Linked DNA regions of Salmo salar: region 2 is linked to region 1. A link is a contact called in public Hi-C data. All regions are on one chromosome and are shown on one strand. The core of a region is the stretch at or near the end of the contact, and the rest is flanking DNA. Distances in the headings are between cores, read along the strand shown.

Region 1 (3,708 bases), core at 643-3,142:
AAGGTGTCTAAACTTCCGACTTCAACTGTAAATATTGAAGATTTTTGTCATTCTAGATTTGATAATAGTAAGTCTTCACTATCTCCTTGAAATGTTATATCAAAGGCGTGTCATTAGCATATTGTATACCTCTGATGCCAATGCTGCACTGACAAAAACAAATAACATAGGAACTGTCTGGTTGAATACATTGAACTAAGTTAGTGACTGTTGATATGGCATCTGTTATTGGGAAACATTGCCCTGTCCTTCAGCATAAATGCATGGTACCCATTAGTCCAAGATGTACTCTTAAGGAGCCTCCCATTACTCCTTAAGGTCCAAGGTCCTTATGTGTTATTTTCAGAGGGAGACTGTCTCTGGCAACTAAATACTCCACCTAAACTTGAATTTATTCTCAATTGCGATACGGTTCTAGAAACATGAAGCCCTTTACTTTCATATCACATCCAAATCATTTCGCAAATGCAAAATATACACTTACTGTAGACTGTTTTAACCGGCTTCATCAGAGTTTTCAGCTGATAGTATTTTTCAGTGACAATTTGTTTCTGGCGGCCTTCTGTTGACATGCTAAATAGCTAATTAGCACTGGTGGTCCCTCGGTCTTCCATCTGTTATGCTAAACACGCACTGTAACATGGAGATATGGCCATGTGGGAACACTAACCCTACAAAAGGTGTGTATCAACTTAACCTTTTATTCCCCTATTATTTCTCACTGATATGAAAGATAAGGTCTTTATGCTTCCAAACCCATATTTATTTATTTAAACTTTAACTAGGCAAGTTAGTTAAGAACAAAAACTATTATTTTACAATGACGCCAAACCCTACCCTAACCCGGGCCAAACCCTACCCTAACCCGGACGACGCTGGGCCAATTGTGCGCCGATGACCTAAGTGATGCTGCTATCAGGGCTCTTATCAAAACTCCCCTTTACCGAAGACGCCTTCGTCCAATGACTCGTATGTGTAATGTAATGGCACAGATTCATTATCAAGGGCTAGGTACCCACATATAGATCAAAAGCAATGATGAAGTTCATTTGAGCTGACTGAAGGGCTTCAAATACGCAGCTGCAACAGAATATAGTCAAGTGACAGCGGCTCTCCACCGCAAGGTTGCGACATTGAAACACTTAGGTCAGGGTTTCCCCAACTCCGGTCGAATCACTTAGGTCATTGTTTCCCAACTCCAGTCCTCGGGTACCCCAAGCACATATTTTTGTTGTGGCCCCGGACAAGGACACCTGAATGTACTTGTCATCAAGCCCTTGACTTGTTGAATCAGATGTTTTTGTCTGGGACTACAACAAAAAAAGTGTGTGCTGTTGGGGGGGGGTACTCGAGGACCGGAATTGGAAACACTGGTCTACGTGGGCTCGCAACGCTGACAGGAGCGAGATGTTACAGCGGATTTTAACACTGACACAATTACTGCGTTCAAGGCAAATTGGAACTCGGAAGATTTAAACAAAAAAAAAAAAAAAAAAATGTTTTTTTAATGGTCATCCAACTCAGATTTCAAAGTCCGATCTCGGGTATCTTTCTAGAGCTCGACTTTCCCGATCACTGAGGTCGTGAGTTGACCTCGCAACCCCCCTCCCCGAGAACCCAAATTAACCATCACCAGCGACAACATTAGCGTCCAAAAATGTTTGAAAAAAATGCGCTCACCTTCCACCCCAGCTGAAGAAATGTCCCCGTGCCTTCGTTTACTGACCTATGTGAATTCCAATGAACCAGGTTTTGTTTTTAGCGATCCGTCTATGGTTGGAAACTGTGCGTCTCCGGAAATTCTGCTCGTGCTTGTGGTACCTCAGTGTTTGAACTGAGCAACGCTTTCTCAGATGTCATATATACATGGATAGTCTCGTGACTGTAAAACACCCGTATGCCAATAGGAGCTGTGCAATTGATGCACTCTGCGCACATGTGAACAACTGTCACTTCCTGCATTAGAGAGAGGGGGGTTGGGAACAGTTGTGAATGGTGACGCGGGAATTTGTTAATGTTCTGGAAAAGGCCAATTTGCTCGAGGGGTCATTGACATTACTCAACACCGTTTTGCGTTTCAATGCTAGAAGTGTATGAAGGAATGCGAAAGTGTTGGAAAGGTTACATTCTATCATGCAAGTTCACGCCATCTGCTGAGCAAACGTAGCCTGGTGTAGTCTGCAAATTGTGTTATTATAATCTCATTCAATGGCATAGAATAAGTAATGGTATTTTCTAAACTACATGGGCAAGAATTGAACAATTCCTGGCTATTTGGATAGATCTAAAGGTCATGCGTAGCCTAAACCTTATTTTGATCCAGTGAATAGGCAAATAACCCAATTGAAATTACAATACCCCTAATAGTAAATCTAAAATTATTCAACTAGCCTATTTAGTCTATTCCTGAATCTTTATGAAATTGACCCCAAAACGGAGCAGCCAAGCCTGCTTGGATTTCACCGACTGTTCAACTGTAATTGTACCAGCGCGAGATGACGATTACCCACAATGACACTGAAGCGGTCAAGGCCGTCTGCAGGTGCCAGGGACGCAGTCTCAATGAAAGTGATAGATAGTCTATTAATTACGGACATTGTGGCGGTCAATATCTAATTATCTTCGTGAACAGGGCCTATAAGGAAAATAGGATCAGAATATGGAGCGCAATAGATATGAAGTGGACGTTTATGGCACAATATTATATTTTGTCATGAGAGGGAGAGATAATTTTACTTTAGTGCATGTCTATGGGCCGGTTTCCCAGACACAGTTTAAGTCTTGGCCGAAAAACGCATGCTCAATGGAGAATCTCCATTGAAATTGCGTTTTATAGGACTAAGATTCATCTGTGTATAAAAACGCCCTATAATGTCTAATAATGTTATTCTTAAGCAATAAGGCCCGAGGGGGTGTGGTATATGGCCAATATACCATGGCTAAGGGTTGTACATTTCCATTTAACCCATTCAAGTTCTTGAGTCACTTCCACGTTTATACTGTCAGTGGTTTTAAGCAGTTATGATTATCAGGCCTGTATGGTTATTCATTTGTTTAGGCAAATTGTTCTAGGTTTTGATGCTCAATTGTCTTTTTAAGCAATAAGGCCCCAGGGGGTGTGGTATATGGCCAATATACCATGGCCAAGGGCTGTTCTTATGCAAGATGCAACGATATTATAAACTGGGTGGTTGAGCCCTGAATGCTGATTGGCTGACAGCCTTTGTATATCAGACTATATACCACTGGCATGACAAAACATTTATTTTGCTGTTCTTATTAAGTTGGTAACCAGTTTATAATAGCAATATGGCACCGCGGGGGTTTGTGGTATATGGGTTGAATCCAGGCACTCCGCTTTGCGTCTTGCGTAAGAACAGCCCTTAGCCGTGGTATATTGATCGTATAATTGCTTAAAAAGACAATTGAGCATCAAAATCTGGAACAATTTGCCTAAACAAATGAATAATCATATAGGCCTGATAATCATAACTGCTTAAAACCACTGACAGTAAAAACGTGGAAGTGAGTCAAGAACTTGTGTGGGTTAAATGGAAATGTACAAAAATCAAAGCCAAGGTATGTGACACTCCCCCAGTCGTGCCTGGGCGTGCTTAACCATGACGCAACATCACATCAGAAACAGAGCATCATGGTGAACTTTTATGCAAATATGGTGACTCTGTCATTGATAAGATATTATTTTAA
Region 2 (4,311 bases), core at 1,391-3,890, 86 kb after region 1:
ATAGCTGATTGTGAATAGCCCCCTCACTTATAAACTATGTCAATGTTCCAAATAGCAGCCTATTCCCCATAGAGTGCAACTTTTGACCAGGGGCCTGCACTATATAGGGAATAGGGTGCCATTTGGGACACAGCTGTGTGTGTTGAATGACAGGTAATTGTGTTGATGCGGTTCGAACCTACCTCAAGCCCCACTGTGTGATGCAGGATGCTGACAAGCAGGACGTGTTCCATGAGCAGTCTGTCAGGCATCAGGGCTGGGGTGACACAGGCTGCCAGGAGGATCTCCGTCAGGGTGTCGTTCATGTCCTTCCGGCTGGAGCTCATGTACAGCTCTTCCAGCTGGCCACTGATGGACGCCATGTTGGCCTCACTGAGCCTACGGAGGAGAATGCAGAACAGGACAACGTTTGAACCAAGATAGACACCAAAACACAAAACTCGGGGTTGTATGTTTACATTTGACATTTTAGTCATTTAGCGGACGCTCTTATTCAGTGCATACATTTTCGTACTGGTCCCCTGTGGGATCCGAACCCACAACCCTGGCGTTGCAAGCTCCATGCTCTACCAACTGAGCTACACGGGCATCTCAGAGTTGGAGTGCTGATTTAGGATGAGTTTTGCCTTTTCGGTCGATTACACGGCAGAGGGGACCTGGACCCGTATCCACAAAGCGTCCCAGAGTAAGAGTGCTGATCTAGGATCTGTCCATATAATCGTATTCATGATGATCTAAAAGCTAAATCTGATCTTAGATCAGCATTCCTACTCTGAGATGCTTTGTGGATACAGGCCCAGATCCGAGATCAGCACTCCTACTCTGAGACGCCTGATACATACGGACCTTGAGCACCCCTTGCACCAAAATATGAATTGTGACAAATCCAGTGTGACAGCAGATAAAACAGGGCCAAGGTACATTGATTAGGATGAAAGAGCATATAGTAGTCAAGATCAACACCGTTACCTGTTCACAAGTCCTTTGACTTGTCTCTTCAGTCTCTCCAACTCAGCTCTGCGCTTATCATCCCCGGTGTCCCGTAGGTGAGGGGGCACGTATTTTCCTGCTGACGGGACAGCCTATACATACAGAGTAGTGTTTCAGTCTCAGTCTATACATTTAGGGCCGGTTTCCCGGACACAGATTAAATCTAATGCTGGACTAAAAAGTGTTTTCAGCGGAGATTCTCCACCGAGCTTGATTTATTTTGTCCAGGACTAGGCTTAATCTATGTCTTGGGAAACTGGTCCTTAAATTTAGCTGAATTTCACAAATTAGATTCTAATTGGGCAACTTACAGTGTCAGCTTTCGGCCCTGCAAGCGTTGAGTCTCCACTCTCAACTCCCTCATCCTTTCCATTTTCTTCTTCCGAAGCTATTCCACCACTCTCATCCATCTCACTTTCGTCATCCTCATCCATTCCATCTTCTTCCTCCTCATCCATCTCATCTTCCTCTTCCTCGATGGCATCCAAGTCTCCATCTCTGTCTAGTTCACTGCCCTCCTCATCCGAGTCATCTCCTTGTTCTTCCTCCTCATCGCCGGACATTTCAGATTCACTGTCTACCAATGTCCTTAATTTCTCTTTGGCAATGTCCATGTCATCATCGCTGTCATGCATTATCCCTGAAGCTGCCGATCCAGCATCCAGCACCCCCAAAATGTAATCCAGTCCATCATCAGCGAATGACTGGGGAAGTTTTTTTTTGTTTTTCCTTTTGTTATACCCAAGAGATCGCTCCAACCTCTTAATTTCTCTGTCCTCAGCAATATTTGCTTCCAAAAGAGCTTTTTTTCTTGATTCTTCCAGTTTGTTTCTTTTCTTTTCTTTCTTAGAAGGTTTCTTAGGTCCTTTTTTCTCAGCCTTCTCTCCTGAGGCAGTCTCAACAGGAGTTGACTTGGGTTGTTGAGATACTGGCTCGTCTTTCTTTACTTTTCCAATAACCTTCTTTGTTTGTTGTTTATCAGATAGGGTTGCAACTTCTTCACTGTCACCAGTGGATGCTTTGAGAGCCTTGTAGCCTTCATAGTGATTCTTAATTTTAGCCTTCTTCATCTTTCTTTTCTCCTTACGAATTTCTTTTCTATTTTTCTTCTTAACAAACCTCAAGCCACTGCCATCTACCGTTTCTTCAGTTTCATCACAGCCTACCTTACTTTTTACAAAGTCGTTAACTGTCATCATATACTTTTGCAATTTACCAGTGTCTTTCTTTCCTTTCCTCTTTGCTTTCCCCTTGCCTTTCATCTCTGCAACAGATATAACTAACTATCGTTAACTACCTAGCTATGCTATTATTATTATTACTTGGCGAAAGACACTGACTTTTATAATTAAATTCCTTTCTGTGTCTCACCGTAGTTTAAAGCGTGTCAAGAAGCAAACAGGCTTGTTTATGATTATGAAGCAAGAAAAGCTTGTTTATGAAGCAAAGAGGTACCAAAAAGGTTCAAATAAATACAAATATAAAACCTACCAGTCGTTACCTTGGAACACAAGAAATAGATAAACAAAACTATCTTAAAACGTCAAATTATAGACACGTGTATATTCATGACGGCAGCCATTGTTGTTGACAATCGACCCAGGAAACACACGTACCGGGGGGAAAAACGGCTTCCGGGTCATTATTTTTAGTCGAGGAATGATGATGTAATTTATTTTGGGGCGTTTTTTGGGCGGTGGAAAATGAGCGGACTTCGTTGGAACGGCAACAGTGAGCTTTGGCTGTTATCTGAGCTGTTTTTCTTTTGACCATAGACAGGTTTTATGGACGTCAGTTGTACGACTGGTGTGTAGTGAGGCAATTTACTTGCATTTGCAATATGAAGAATGGAAGAAGACGATGTTACTATCAGAGAACAGAATTTCCACAGCCAAGTTCGAGAATACATTGTAAGTTCGTCTCGCTAGCTTGCTAACGTTTGATATGTGGCGATGCTGCTTACAGCTGACAGGTCAAAACTAGCTAAGCTAACGTTGGCTTGTTAGATAGCAAGTTGCACATAACTACCTACCAGTGCTAATAGTCTAAGGTTACCCACAATGTAAACGGTTGACTATGCGTTCAAAATGTATAATAGTAGTTAACTAGCTAGCTAGTTAGCCTGCTTTTATTTTAGCTCCACAACGATGGTTAGCCACGTTAAATCTCCAAGTTTTTTTAATTTATTTTTGTTTTATTTCACTTTTATTTAACCAGGTAGGCTAGTTGAGAAAAAGTTCTCATTTACAACTGCGACCTGGCCAAGATAAAGCAAAGCAGTGCGACACAAACAACAACACAGAGTTACACATGGAATAGACAAAACATACAGTCAATAACACAATAGAAAAAAAGTCTATAGACAGTGTGTGCAAATGAGGTAAGATAATAGAGGTAAGGAAATAAAATGGGTCACAGTGGCAAAATAATGACAATTTAGCAATTAAACACTGGCGTGATAGATGTGCAGAAGATGAATGTGCAAGTAGAGATATTGGGGTGCAAAGGAGCAAATAAAATAAATAACAGTATGGGGCTGCGGTAGTTGGATGGGCTATTTACAGATGGGCTATGTACAGGTGCAGTGATCTGTGAGCTACTCAGACAGCTGGTGCTTAAAGTTAGTGAGGGAGATATGAGTCTCCAGCTTAAGTGATTTTTGCAATTTGTTCCAGTCATTGGCAGCAGAGAACTGGAAGGAAAGGGTGCCAAAGCAGGAATTGGCTTTGGGGGAGACCAGTGAAATATACCTGCTGGAGCGTGTGCTACGGGTGGGTGCTGCTATGGTGACCAGTGAACTGAGATAAGGCGGGGCTTTACCTAGCAAAGACTTGTAGATGACCTGGAGCCAGTGGGTTTGGCGACGAATATGAAGCGAGGGCCAGACAACGAGAGCGTACAGGTCGCAGTGGTGGGTAGTATATGGGGCTTTGGTGACAAAACGGATGGCTCTGTGATAGACTGCATCCAATTTGCTGAGTAGAGTGTTGGAGGCTATTTTGTAAATGACATCTCCGAAGTCAAGGATCGGTAGGATGGTTAGTTTTACGAGGGTATGTTTGACAGCATGAGTGAAGGATGCTTTGTTGCAAAATAGGAAGCCGATTCTAGATTTAATTTTGGATTGGAGAGACTTAATGTAAGTCTGGAAGGAGAGTTTACAGTCTAACCAGACACTTAGAATATGTGGACATCTACAAATACCTAAGTCAGGACAGGTGCTGGTAGCGATCGGTTGAAGAGTATCCATTTAGATTTACTTGCATTTAAGAGTGGTTGGAGGCCATGCAAGGAGAGTTGTATGGCATTGAAGCTCATCTG

The links. Hi-C and Micro-C count contacts between places; a contact is called where the count stands out from the background.
Region 2: a contact with region 1 is called in a Hi-C map of gill, with 5 times the contacts expected there. The contact joins the promoter of lmbr1 here to the enhancer-like site in region 1. A contact is called at or near these places in 2 of 3 Hi-C or Micro-C datasets (gill and muscle).

Annotation. Positions count from the first base shown.
Region 1 is chrssa29:9,398,854-9,402,561 of Ssal_v3.1, forward strand. No RefSeq gene overlaps it. Among protein-coding and RNA genes, the nearest start is that of dnajb6b, 27 kb to the left of the region's middle. Within about 2 kb of position 1,893, at least 8 of the 13 cell types and tissues checked have an H3K27ac peak or open chromatin away from gene starts, as enhancers often do. A contact at or near this core is called in gill, where this site is marked.
Region 2 is chrssa29:9,483,988-9,488,298 of Ssal_v3.1, forward strand. It overlaps lmbr1 (limb development membrane protein 1), which reads left to right and starts at 2,641. Exons shown (of 16, transcript XM_014180667.2): 1 at 2,641-2,900. The coding sequence starts at 2,831. It overlaps nom1 (nucleolar protein with MIF4G domain 1), which reads right to left and starts at 2,597. Exons shown (of 11, transcript XM_014180665.2): 1 at 1,302-2,597; 2 at 970-1,082; 3 at 183-378. The coding sequence starts at 2,252.